3 separate regions of the Macaca mulatta genome follow, and all the other regions are linked to region 2. Evidence: chromatin contacts called from public Hi-C data. All regions are on one chromosome and are shown on one strand. The core of a region is the stretch at or near the end of the contact, and the rest is flanking DNA. Distances in the headings are between cores, read along the strand shown.

Region 1 (4,687 bases), core at 1,634-4,133, 160 kb after region 2:
CTTCTAGGAAAAGGGTGATGAGTCCCCACTTGCACCTACCATCCCACCATATGCATTCCTACATACCCACACATGCACACCACACACTTCCAGAGGGAAACCCAGAAGATTCTAAGGGATATCCAGCCAGTCTTGTGCTGGGTTATGAGGCGTCTCCCCCTGCTTTACTCTGAGTATGACGATGCCCATATTTGTTTCTCTGTGGTACCTACAGTATCCAGGACGCTTCTGATCTCATGTGATAGAGGCCGCAGTTCCAAACTCCCCCTCCCCACCAAAAGGAACACTTATCTCTGTGGAGAGTTAGTCAGTAGGTAAAGACAGTGAGGCCGCCCGCCATGTGCCCGGCACAAAAGAACACAAGACCTTCTTACTGGAGGCTTAGGGCAAAGCCCTCTTTCTCCCAGAGAAGCACAGACTGATGATCTCACAAAGTACCTCCAAAAGAAGGAGACAGCTGCCCTGCAGGTCCTGTAGGTTCAAGGTGCTATGGGAACAAGCGATGGGGTTGGCAGGAAAAGGGGGCCTGTAGGCACTTCAACCAGGGGCCTAGGTACATTCCCCAATCCAAGCCTAAGGGGGAGAAAGAGTAGTTTTGTTTGTTTGTTGTTTTTCTCGTCTTGGGCCTTTCTCTTTCACCAGGTACTGGAAGTAAGAGTTCTTAGCACCTTTCAACTTCTAGAGTGGCAGGTTTAATGCACAGGACTTTCCATAAGACTAGAGACGGGGGAACGAGGTAGGTACCAAACTCAAAGCGCTGGCAGCTCTTTCTGAGCAAAGATAAAGCAGGTAGGGCCACAAACCCTAACAAATGCTAGAAATACGAAAGAGCCACAGGCTATGTGAGAAACTTGGCCGCTGCAGAGCCTGTGGCTTTGAGGTTTACAGCTGTCACGTGTATCTTTCCAGCCACACCCTCCAAGGCTGGGGACACGCACTTGGAGTCCTCTTAGAATGGAGGACAGCAAACAGACAGGAGAGAACGCACTGGGCAAAGGAAATTCTGTTATTTCGTTAAGCTGTTATTATAATAAATAATCACAGGGCTCCGGGCACAAGAGACTTTTTCATGTTGGTAGATGTTATGGCTTTTGTTGCTGATATGATCTCAGTTAAACCTTACAATCACCCTGTGCGGAAGACCAGTTCTATGAACGTCTTTAATGATGGAGAAACTGAGGCTGCAGTCAGCTTTCAGTCAGACTAGTCACAGAACAGGGACTGAGACACAGGGATATGACTCTGTGTGACACCACACACTTCCAGGGGAGAACCCAGAACAAGGTGGAGCAAGCCTGATCCAATATACCACTAGAGAGAGCTATGAGAGGGAGAGGAAGGACAGAGGGACTGAATTAAAGGAGCACTACCAAAAACTGGAGTGGAGACCCCAGTCCTAGTACCACCGTTTATTTCCTACAGACCCTAAAGCCCAGCCACGGACACATTCATTCATCCAACCCTGACCTGGCCACCACAAGAATGTTCCCAGCTTGAGAGCAGCTTCGCCAGCCAGTTAGGGCCCTTGTCATTCATAGAGATACAGGGAACCCGGAGAGGGACAGGGAAGGAAATTTAGCCAGGCAAGCCATCCTCCATCTCCGAGGAAGTTTGTAAATGATCACAGCTTCCTAACCCAACCATGAGAATGCAAGAAGCAACCTGGCCCAGAAGGGAGGACAAGGAGTCTCAGGAACCAGAGAAGACAGCGGTGAGAGTGAGGGGAATGTCGCTCATATATCTCACTTCTGAGACAAGATATACCGCAACAAACCCATGCCAACCTTCCTCCAGTTCTTCCCACTTTTGACTATCACATTTTTCTTGCTCTGCAAGAGTAGGGAATCCTTCCCATCAGTCTTGTGAATTCTGACCCCCTGCTGGCTTTCTACAACTCCCTGCCTGGGAGGCCAACACCAGGACATTGCTGTCGGGGTGGGATCCCCATCCTCTGCCCACCACTCCTACACTATAAGAGAATCAACTTCCCCAAAAAGTGGAGGGTATCCCTGTCTCTCTTCTTGTCTCTGTAAAGGGGGTGAAGCTCTGGGTCGCCGCAGATGTATCTAAAGGGACAGTCCACGGAGTGGTCAAGGATATCCAAAAACTGGCCTTCTAGAGCACAGCAAAAAAGTGGGAGCGAGAGGAGCGCAGAAGGCCACTGCTGGGATGGGGCCAGGGCCACACGTGAACATCCCAGCACGTTCCAGAGCTGAGATGCAAAACACCCAGAAAATCAGATAGGAAGTGGAAAAGGGTCAGGGTCTCTCCTACTGGAAAAGCCCAGAAGAGCTAGTGGCCACTCCTCGGGGGAAGAGGGGATTGTGCAATGACTGCCGGTCTGGGAGTCTCTGGGCTTGGCTCCCGGACTTCAGAAAGGAAACCCCACGCGTCAAGCCAGGGTGGCAGCGCGGCGGTTGGTTCGAGGCCAGGCTGGGGTTTCAGGGCTGCAGACAGAGCTGCAGGATACGGTGAGTCCCCAAGGGAGCGGCAGAGCATGGCATGGCTGGCACGGCGCGGAGCTGAGGGTGCTGTCTGGGCTGTCCGGGGTACAGGCCGGAGGGATACAGTGCACAAAGCTGGGGTGCAGATAACGTACACGGCAGCCAGGAGCCCCAGATCAGAGGAGGGCCCGCTGACCCGCAGGGGTGTGCCGGGTGGCGCACGACAGGGGGCACTGTCCCTCCAGCTCCCTCCTCCCCAGGCTCTCACCTCGAACATAAGCCCGATGAGGACGCAGAGCACCAGGCAGAAGCCGATGTCCGCATGGTTGTGGATGACGAACTCCTGGCTGAAGAGCGGGTAACTTTTCGTCCTCCTGCGGAAAGCCATGGCAGCGGGCGCGCAGCGGCCGGCGGGGCCCGCACCCTGCGCTCACGAACCGCAGCGCAAACTTCTCCAGCCCCGGCCCGGTCCGCCCGCCGGCCCGCCGCCCGCTCTCCCACAGCCGCCCGCCCGCCCAGCGCGGAACAACTTCGGGGCCCGCCCCCTTCCTCCGCCCGCCCCCGCCCCCGCCGCCCGTAACCGCCCCCGGCCGCAGCCCCCGCCCAGCCCGCTGCCCGCACTCGGCGCGCCCGGCCCCGCCCTCCGCGCGCTTAACCCTCTAGCCGCTGGGCACGCGCTGGCGGCCGGGGCGGAGGCGTCCGGGGGCGGCGAGCGGGACCCGGCTCCTCCTCGTCCCGCGCCAGCGCCGCGCCCGGCCGCATTCTCGGGGCCGGGGGCTCGGCCGCTCACGGCGGAGAAAGCAGGCCGCGGAGGAGGCGGGCGCCCGGGCCTGCCCGGACAGGAAGTGGGCCCAGGTTTCCCATTCCTCGCTCTGCTCCTTCCTCCGCGGCAAGGGCAGGCCCAGGAGGCAGCGAGCGCCCCGGGGGTGGCCGGGCAGCCGGATGCTCTCGGGGTTGCGGGCTGTGGCCCTGGGGGTTGAGGGCAGCGCGGGTGCGGCGGAAGCAGGGACGCTGCGAACCGGCCTTTTCGCTGGCCACAGCGCCCTGCACGGACGATCAGTGAATGGAGATTACTCAAGTATTTATCGAGAACTTGCAGTGGGCTAGGCACGGTTCAGGTTGTGTGAATGAGCAGATCAACACACCGAAAGACCCTGCCTTAGGGGAGCTTTCCCTCCAATGCGGGGAGAGGGTGGATGATTGCAGTTTTGCCCAGTAACTTTTGGGAACCTCACGCCACCATTAATTAGCTACACACATCTCACCGAAAGTCTACCTTACATATTAATCAGAAGAAGCAAAAAAGGAAGGCACTTTCTCATTGAAAGTTTCTATTTAATATTGTCTTAAAAGTACTCCTGGAAGGACAAAAGGTGTTTTTAATAAATTAATTTATATTCTCAAATATTGGATTTAATCCTACCAGTAATGAAGGAGTCAGTTACTTTCTAGATGTGCAGAAATTACGTAATGAACAAAAAACTAATTCCTATTCCATTTTTTATTAGGTCCACAGTTGTTTCACTTCTAAGTAAATATGATTTTTTAAAAGTGGCACGGGGTGGAATGTAATTGAGAAAGGATGGAGTTCCTAGAGAAATTTTACTTCCTCAATTTACACTCCACCTTACTTAGCATACAGTCTTGGGTCTGTAATTCCCTTATCTGACTCTCAAGGAAATGAAAAAGTAGTGCCTAGATTGGACTAAACCTCATTTAACTTCAAGACTGACCTTTCTCAAAGTTGAACCTTCGTCTTGTGAGGAACAGAAAAGATCAAGAATTGTGAAGCACCTCGATTTTCCAGCTGTGAAGATGTGTTCAAATTTTCAACATGCGGCCACATCTGTGAGGTTGAACTTTATACAATTGGTTTATTTATAGGTTCAGATGGTTGAATTTAACAGTTACCCCCACCGCTGCTATTATTATTATTATTATTATTATTATTATTATTTTGAGACAGAGTCTTAACTCTGTCGCCCAGGCAGGAGTGCAGTGGCTCACTGCAACCTCTGCCTCCCGGCTTCAAGCAATTCTCATACCTCAGCCTGTAGCTGGAACTACAGGTGTGTGCCACCACACATGGCTAATTTTCGTATTTTTTAGTAGAGATGGGGGTTTCACCATGTTGGCCAGGCTGGTCTCAAACTCCTGACTGCAAGTGATCCGCCATTTTTTGAGACGGATTCTCTATTGCCCAAGCTGAAGTGCAGTGACGCCATCTGGCTCACTGGAACCTC
Region 2 (4,468 bases), core at 1,608-4,107:
TTTTCGCCAGGCTGGTCTCAAAATCCTGACCTCATGTGATTGGCCCACCTCGGCCTCCCAAAATGCTGGGGTTGCAGGCATGAGCCACTGCAGCCGACTGGGATACAAACTCTTAATCATAGCAGACCTTCTGAAGATCCAGGTACCTTTCTGAATCCCTACCTTTCCTCCCACCCCACTTCTTTACAGACTTGTCCCTGTGCCTTTTAACACTGATGCAGTACTGTCTGACTTCCCCTCCTCAGAGATGATAGCATTTTTAGGAGGCCATAGACCAACAGAAGTTGTTTTCATGCATTTCTGGGGTCCGAAAGTAGTTAAAACAAACCCCTTAGCCATTTAACTGGTGTGCTTTTCTGGAGAGAAAGGCATGAGCAGAGAGCACTCCTCAAATAGAAACAGATGCGATAATGGACAATAGGCTTGGGCATGACTCAGCCTTTCCAGTTCCACACGCTCTTTCCCTACCCAACCCAGGAATATAGATCCAAGTGCAACCATGCACTTAGTCAAGAAGGGCTCTTCAAAGTGTGTCCTAATGCCATGAAATTTACTTTTATTAAGAGAGTGGGTAGGGAGGGATCATGGAACTTGTAACAGTTTAAGGTTATCATGAAGAGTCAGCAAGAATTACAGTAACGCGTGATTCTGGGTAATCAGCACCAATGAGGTGGAGAGAAGTGGGAGAGGTGCCTTATCTTTGAAAGTTTAAACTTGCCATCTTTTTTTTTTTTTCTTCTTTTTTTGAGATGGAGTTTCACTCTTGTTGCCCAGGCTGGAGTGCAATAGCGCAACCTTGGCTCACTGCAACCTCTGCCTCCTGGGTTCAAGCGATTCTCATGCCTCAGCCTCCCAAGTAGCTGGGATTACAGGCGCCCACCACCACGCCCGGCTAATTTTGTATTTTTAGTAGAGGTGGGGTTTCACTATGTTGTTCAGGCTGGTCTTGAACCCCTGACCTGAAGTTATCCACCCGCCTTGGCCTCCCAAAGTGCTGGGATTACAGGCGTGAGCCACTGCACCCAGCAAACTTGCCATCTTGACATATTCCTCCAGTGACTGGCATCCATCCTCGGTTGGTGTCTAAGGTATAATACAACAGACAGGTACTTTAAACGTTTTCAGTAACTTCCACAATGCTAACCAATGTTTTAGGGAAAGGATTACATTTCTTTTTAAAAAAATAATTTAAGCAAGTTTTGTAAAAAGCACCAAAGGCAAAAAAACTTCATTGAAGTTTTTTAAAAATGTATTCAACTGCTGCATTAAGGTACTGTACTTACAGAAAAAGAAAAAAAGGTTTAAAAAAGGACAAGAACAGGAAACAGATGCAGTAAGGGGAGAAGAGTTAGAAAAGAAACTCTGTGGGCAGGGTATGGTAAGCAGCCATCAATAACTGCCTCAGGTGCCACTTAATGCATTAATGTCCTGGGCCTCCTGAGCATCATGCAAATTAGTGAAACCCAACAGGGGGATTTGCTCTGACAAGCAGCAATAAAAGTAAAGCTGCTGTCTGTATTGGCAGTAAACTACCTGTGACACTGAGATATGCCTTCTGTGTCTGGCTTATTACTCCATCATGTCCCTACAATGGCTTGTCACAAACACCTGTTACAAAAATCAGATTCCTGGCCTCCACGTCAGACCTAATGAATCCAAATCTCTTGGCACCTGGGTTTGGATTACTTTTTAAGTTCCTCAGCAATGATGGATAGCTTTCTTTTTTCCCCCCTAAAAATGTTTCAGGAATAGGATTACGTTTGAGAAAAAATAATTTAAGCAAGTTTTGTAAAAAGCTATACCTATGATGCTGACAATATTTCACCTCACTTATCTGCTTCTTTCCCAAGACTTAGTCTTTCTCTTTGAAGGAGCTGTGTTTCTCCTAGTGGTTCTGATCTTTCCATTGAAGCTGCAGGTACAAACGATGGATTGAAGTGACCACCCTTCAATCTCCAGTTCTTCAGTCAACAAATATCAAATACCTATCAGAGTGCACCCTGTCCTGCAGCAGATATTCAAGGCTCTCCCTACAAGAATGAAGAAGGTGTTTAACTGAAGGGATTGGTGGTAGAATAAAGAGAGCTGGGCGCGGTGGCTCACGCCTCTAATCCCAGAATTTTGGGAGGCGAGTTGGGAGGATTGCTTTAGCCCAGGAATTCGAGACCAGCTCGGGCAACATAGTGGGACATCATCTCTAAGGAAAGAGGGAGAGAAGGAGCGAACGAGGGAGGGAGGGAGGAAGGAAGGAAAGGAGGAAACAAGGAAACAGAGAAAGATTTTAAAAAAGAGTTAAAAGGGGAAAAATACAATGTGGCAGTGGGAGAATTAAGGATGAGATGATTGCATTAGTTCATTGACCATCCCTAAGCAACAGAAACACAATCATGAGTAATCCTCGGCCCCTGCCTACAAGAAGCACGAGTCTAGGTTAGTAGCACTGCCAACCGGACCAACCATTTACACTTCTGTGTGAAATGGGGCAGAGCGGGGAGAAAAGAGCGCCTGAGCTCACAGCGTTGGCGGGGCGCAGTGAGGTCCGCCGGGACTTGGTGGAAGGAGAGAAGGAACGTCCCTCTCTGCAATTCATCTAAGGGCCTGCTCGGACCCCGGATCTCACAGCGAGAACTACCGCCTCACTACACTCGCCTTTCCCCGCGCCACCCAACAGCTCTCACGTCTCATTCTCAGGGAGCGGGGCGGGTCGAAGCGGAAGGGGAGGGACCGACACAACCACGCCCACTAGCCGCGCTCCAAGGCCGCGGCCCCCTTGCCGCGAGAACGCGGAATCTCGCGGGCAGCGCACGCGCAAACCTCCTGTGTCGCCTGCGCCTCCTGGCTCCGCCCTCCGCTCGTGGGAGTTCCGGATGTTTAGCGTTACCATGGAGCCTGCAGGTGCCCGCGAACGCTGCTTGTCGCCTGGGCAACTGGAGAGGACGAAGCAGGACCTAGGTGGCGGCGGTGGTACCGGCTGCAATGGTGTCCAATCCCGTGCATGGCCTGCCCTTTCTTCCAGGCACGTCCTTTAAGGACTCTACGGTGAGAAGTTATCTGCCAGACTCCAACCTGTCCCCACCTTCCAGCAGCCCAGGAGGGTTCCCCGCTCAGTGCACCTCCATTCCCCTCCACTCAAGTCTGCTCTCCAATCACGTCTTCTGTCCTGACTTTGTTCTTTCTTCTCGGCCGAACTTCTGCCGTTCTTCCCTAGCCAGCTTCATCCTTCCTCTCCAGTCCTTTGCCCTCCGCCACATCCCTTTCTAGTTTTTTCCCCACTCCATCTTGGCAGTGTGTTGGCGCCTTCATTCTCATCCCGTTAGCCGCGTTCTTTCTTACAGCTCTGTTCCTCCAACCCGCTGCCTCTTTTCCCTTTAGATCACTGTTTCCCCCACCCTACTCCTAAGCTATCTGGGCCCTCTCCCTAGCTCATTCTCTCACATCATAACCTGTCTCCGTCTGCCTCCACCTTTAAAACCCTCCGCCACTATGCACCTTCATCCTCATTCCCACAGGTCCATCATTCCCGCCCCACCTGCTTCCTCTTCTGAATCCTGTACCCGATAGTCTCTCCCACTCCCAGCTCCATTTCCTGTTTTGTATGTATATCGATTCCGCTCCTCTTCTTTCCGCCAGGTCTTTTTCCTTTCTTCTTTATGCTTGCTTCCAACCCCATTCTTTTCTCTCCATCTTCTACCTTTTTCATAATTTAGTCCCACCCTCTCCCCATTCTTTTCTTTCTCCATTCGGTTTTTCCCCCAAAGCTTGCTCACCTTCCTCCCAAACCATCTTTCCCTGCTTTGTAAGAGATATTCCTTTCCAGTTCCCTCAAGAATTGATTAATTGCTGTTTATTCTTCCCCGGCTCTATTCTTTTTATTCTAACGTTTTTGTAAAAAGATTCCTGTTTAGATTTTGTTTTGCTCATCCCCCCAACCTTGTGTTTTTATTTGCATTTTCTAGACAAAATTTTTTAAAAAGCAGCAGCAGCTTGGATTCTTTTTTTTTTTTTTTTTTTTTTAACTCTTGCCACAGTTTAGCTCTTAAAATTATTTAGTATTTGTTTTAATCCTAACAGGGCTACTGAAATATGTGCTGAAAAATCAATAATGAGATTCAGTAGACTGATCATCACAGATGACCTAACAGTAGTTTATGTTTATATAGTTTAATACTTTAAACTCTTACCTTCCTCTCCAGCTTCACAAAGTTAAGATAAAATATTTTGTCAATTTATTTTCTTTGGAAGAATAAATTTAGAATGAAATCGAAAGTTTGGTGAGAGAATTTGTATTCTGAATCTCTTTGTAATTATCCCTGCATTAAGACAAAATATCATAGATTTTTAGTTTCAGTGGATTTTTCAGTTTTATGTCATTTAGAAAATGTTGTAGGCACTTGCCTGCCCTATACAGGATGAGCTTAAGCTTTTGGTGTTGGTGAGTATAGACAGGGCTGAGTTGATACAGGGAATT
Region 3 (4,692 bases), core at 119-2,618, 250 kb after region 2:
GAGAGAACTCAGAACCAAATTTCAGGCTATCACTTTCTCCACGCCACATTCCAGTGCGTTGCCATCAACTCTTCTGTGACTCTTCAGGAATTCTATTAATTCCCCAGGACCAACTCAGACTTTCATAACTTAGATGTAGTTATATTACTTCCCTGAAGCACTTTTACACACAAAGAATAGATGTAGCAAACAAACTTCACAAGATTTAATTTTTGAGTTTCCTCTTTTATTCTGAGGAATTCTGCTGTAATTCTCAGTGACACAGAACCTCTAGAGCTACTTCACTGTGACAGCCTTCTTCAAATCTCCGAAGGGCTGTTACATAAGGAAGAGGGTTGGAGTTCTGTATTCAATCAAGAAGGCAGAAGAATAAGATGGTAAGTTGCTACAGAGAGGCATAATTTAAAGTCAATTTAAACTGTAATCCCAGCACTTTGCAAGGCAGAGGTGGGAGGATTGCTTTGAGCTCAGGAGTTCGAGACCATCCTGGGCAACATAGTGAAACCCCGTCTCTACAAACAAAATAAAGAATTAGCTGGATGAGGTGGCACACACCTGTAATCCCAGCTACTCCGGAGGTTGAGGCTGGAGAATCGCTTGAACCCAGGAGGCAAGAGGCAGAGGTTGCAGTGAACTGGATGGCGCCACTGCACTCCAGCCTGGGCGATCAACTGAGATCCTGTATCAAAAAAAAAAAAAAAGTCAATTTAAGGTTCATTCCTAGGATTGAGCAGATCGCCTTGGATTAGGCAAGATTTTAAGTGCTTTCCAACTCTGGAATTTATACCTTTCCCTGTAGATATCTAAGCCCAGCAAATCCTGGGCCTGAAGTTTAAAACTAGGATCCTGATCTCCCAACCAAATTTAGATGATCCTATAGTGTAATGAAGGGTGCTTGGGCTTTGAAACCAGGCAAACTTGGATTCTGACCTGGGACAACTAAGTCACTGGACCTCACTGAACCTTAGCTCCCTCCACTGACAATGGGGACAATCTGCTGGAGGGTGTGTAGGAGACCTCGCGTTGCCTTTTAGAGGTTCTGGAAATGTCCCTTGAATGATGAATGGAGTTAACTTAAAAATCTTCGCCTTCTATAATCTTGGCTACATGCAGATACGCTTCCTGCCAGTCCCGCTCCGTCAGGCGGGAGGCAGGAAACCCCAGCCCTGGCTCCAGGACAGGGCCGAAGGTAGGATAGACGGAGCAACGGGTCCGGCTACCGCCGGGATGTCGCAGCGCAGGGCCTCCTGTTTGCCTGACCTATAGGCCGACCCGATTCAGCCGAAGGGAATGGACAGGGCAGAGCCCTGCAAGGCTAGAAGGGACATAGCGCATGCGCGCGGCAGGGAGGGCGTCTCCGGCAGGGAGCGGCCTCTGCTCAGCGCGAGACTGCCGGGCGCTGGGTGGGACAGCGCTGGCGCGGAGACTGCTTCCGGATTCCAGGTACCTCGAGTGGCGGCAGCTAGCCCCAGACTTCTGTCTTTTCAGCCGCAGTGAGGGCTCGGGGCTGCAGGTGAGCTGTGCATCCCGCAATGGAGACCTTCGTGCTCTGAATTTTCTTACAGAACCGCAGAAATATAAGGGGCGTTGCTTACCGGGCATCCCCTCCCCCGCGCCAAACCTGCACAGCAAACGATGATGCAGAGGACCTTGAGGGGATTTTGCAGGCCATCGGTCTTACCTCCCCGGTATCATTTTTCTCCTCCTCCTGGGAATTTCCCGAGTTTTTGCCTTCTGGTATCCCTAAATATCCCACCTATGCTGCCTCCTCCCTTCCTGGAGCTGGGGTGGTGGGGTGGGCTCATGGACCATTGCAAAATGCTTGGCAGGATTTTAACTTTCCCAGCACTACCCAGACCCCACTCGAAAATGTGCCTTTTGTGCCCTCCAAGAGCTCACGGGTAGGTAACTGTTATATCTTTAGCATGTGAAAATGCTTTTTATATAACAGTTGACTGAAAATCTCTTAGTTCTCCAAATTTTGGAGGATTTGGGGCGGTCGGCCTTGTTTTGTACCTAGTATAGTAAATCGTTTTGCTGCATTGCATCCAAGATGCTTTCTAGCCCTTCCAAGGCTTGAGCATCGCATTTGTGATGAGAGCGTGTGATGTGCTGTGCACATCCTCTCCCACCTTATCCCTTTCATGTTAACACAGCCTCTGGCTTTAATGTGTGCTTCTGGCCTGGCCACATGGCTCCGTCATGGAAAAGGTGATTCTTTTGTCTGAATATCCTCTCTGAGAACAGAACCTTCTTACAAGCATTGGGAGTAGATTTATTTTGCCTCCTTAGAACAACAGTCACTTCACTAAGGAGATTAAGGAGCTGCCTGTTTCCTGGCAATAAAGCTGTATTGGGTAGATCAGTTACAGAATGTTTTCAGGCAGAAGCTGTTCCTTTGGTTCACTCACTCATTTATTCATTTAACAAGTATTTTAAGTACCTGCCTTGTGCACCCTCGGTTTGCCCTCAAGGAGCTTGGCTGACTGAGAGGCGAGAGAATCCCAACCAAGTAAAAGAGTATGGATCCTCAAGAGAAGATCGCAGGAAGAGCTGGGAGGCTCAGGATGGAGTGGAATTAATTTTCACAACAGCTACTTGGCTTTAGGAGACAATTAGGTCTAAAAGTTACACCTGATAATGAAAATGCTCTCATAAGCCTCAGATCTGTATGTAATGGTGTTTTCCTGTGTGTTGGGCGTCTCAGACTGAATACATTCCAAACACGTCCCATCATTCCTAACCACCTCCCTCTTCCCCGCCCCGCACACCTGCTGCTGTTCCCATGTTCTCTGTCTCAGAGAATAACATGAGGCTCCCTGACTCCCTGCTTCTCCTAATGGTCTGAGTCAGATACCTAGGGGTGAGTCATCTCTGATTCACCCTTGACTTTCCCTTCCCTCCTCGAATTCAATTCTGCTGACTCTACCTCCTGAACCTCTGAAATCTGTCCACCTTCTCTCCATTCTCATTGCCATTTCTCTAGATAAGCCTACCCTTATCAACTAAGCTCTTGCTTACTTTACTGCAACAGCTTTCCGATGTATCTCCCTGCCTGACTTCACAACCCATCTTCACTACTGCAACTGGGAAGTGCTTGTTGGAATTTAAATCTGATTGTGAGGCTCCCTTTGGTGATCCTTCTCTGCCCCTAGGACAGAACCAGACTCCCTTTACAGGGCTTATGTGGGTGTACAGCCCTGTCTTTCTCACCAGCTCCCTCTCTTTTCACAAGCCCCTTGTACTTTTCATTTTGAGAACATGCTTTCTTGTGCCATGAGGGCCTTGCACACACGCTCCCTTCTGCCAGGAACACCCTTCCCTGCCACCCTCTTCACTTGACTTATGCTCCCCTGTAGGGTAAATGCACCTGACAGCAATAATTAAAGCATACCCTTAGAATGACCCTGTGTGGCAGATGAACCTGAATGCGTTTTCTGAACTAGGGAACCCAGGCCTGCCCAACCCAGAGATTTGTTTCTTGTCTATGAAGAACATCTGAGCCCTGCCCCACCTGTCCCATAGAACAGGGGCCATATGGGGAATTGAGGCCTTGAATTTTGAGTTAAATCAAGGTTGCCAGGAGGAGGTCATTGAGGGGAGGGTGTTAAGTGAAAATGCTACGTAAATTGCATGATGTTTGCAAGCGGCTGTTTTCCTGCCCAGCTCACCGCCGCTGGACTCCCTCCTCTGTATGAAAGCCCCTAATGAAACCCCATGTCTCACTTGCTGGCTCTGGGTCTCTTTTGGCCTCTTGAACCTGTTGCCTTCCTTATTGAGGTTAATAGGGGTTTGGCACAACATCTCTCCAAGGTCCCAGCTGGAACCCTGTGTTATCTGGGCATCCTTCCTTAGGCTCCCAGTCCTTGCTGGGTGCCACTCCTTGTTATGGTACCCACACCTCTCCTCTTAGGGCTCATTCACACATCTGCCTCCTACAGCTGTGTTGTACTGGACCAAGGCCATGTCTAAGCACTTACCATTGCTTCCTGCTGCCTTGCACAAAGAAAATGCTCAATAAGTAGCTGTTAAGTTGAATTGAGTACAAATATATGTTACGATACTATGATATGATTCGTTAAGTAAATCATAAATTCACTCTACCTCAGTTTTCTCAGTGTGCTGAAATAGTAATAGCCTTACACACGTCAAGCTCAAAATAGATGTCAGGGTGAATGAGAAGAAGAATCATTATTATTGGAGCAGCTAATATTTGTTGAGTGCTCAGTATGTGCAAGGCACTGTTCTAAGTGCTTTATAGTATTAACTCATTTAATTCTCAGAACTATCCTATAAGGTAGATATTTTTGTTATCCTTATTTAAGTTGGAGAAACTGAGTTATTGAGTTTCCACAGCTAGTAAGTGGCAGTGTCAGGTTTGAAGGTAAGCATACTTTAGAGTATATGGTTAGCTCCTTTAGAAAGTAGTAAGTAGGACCAAACATGAGAAGTTCATGGGGCTGAACATTGTAAGTTACCAGATGGAACACAGTGCCCCGTGGTCACAACTTTAAGCTGTGAAGAGCATGTGATTGATCCAGAATTGAAAACTCTGAAGAACATGTTTGGTTTATATATTCACTTTTTTCAGCAGCTAACTCAGTTACCGGAGGTGATGTTGCATAGTGGTTAGGACTGAGACTTCCCCGAGTCAGAAATCTTTGTTTTGCTGTATAACCTTCGGGCATTGCT

Evidence for each region. A called contact is a pair of places that touch in the nucleus more often than the background predicts.
Region 1: a contact with region 2 is called in a Hi-C map of liver, with 2.4 times the contacts expected there. The contact joins the promoter of TRAM2 here to the promoter of EFHC1 in region 2. A contact is called at or near these places in 2 of 14 Hi-C or Micro-C datasets (blood and liver).
Region 3: a contact with region 2 is called in a Hi-C map of fetal cortex germinal zone, with 11 times the contacts expected there. The contact joins the promoter of TMEM14A here to the promoter of EFHC1 in region 2. A contact is called at or near these places in 8 of 14 Hi-C or Micro-C datasets (CD4 T cells, blood, cortical neurons and 4 more).

The regions. Positions count from the first base shown.
Region 1 is chr4:129,724,130-129,728,816 of T2T-MMU8v2.0, reverse strand. TRAM2 (translocation associated membrane protein 2) reads right to left here and starts at 2,883. Exons shown (of 11, transcript NM_001260535.1): 1 at 2,713-2,883. The coding sequence starts at 2,832. It overlaps LOC106997968, which reads left to right and starts at 2,831. Exons shown (of 5, transcript XM_028847484.2): 1 at 2,831-3,061; 2 at 3,108-3,522; 3 at 4,189-4,297. The coding sequence starts at 2,831.
Region 2 is chr4:129,883,378-129,887,845 of T2T-MMU8v2.0, reverse strand. EFHC1 (EF-hand domain containing 1) reads left to right here and starts at 2,857. Exons shown (of 11, transcript NM_001265863.1): 1 at 2,857-3,039. The coding sequence starts at 2,977.
Region 3 is chr4:129,630,728-129,635,419 of T2T-MMU8v2.0, reverse strand. TMEM14A (transmembrane protein 14A) reads left to right here and starts at 1,368. Exons shown (of 5, transcript NM_001266637.1): 1 at 1,368-1,513.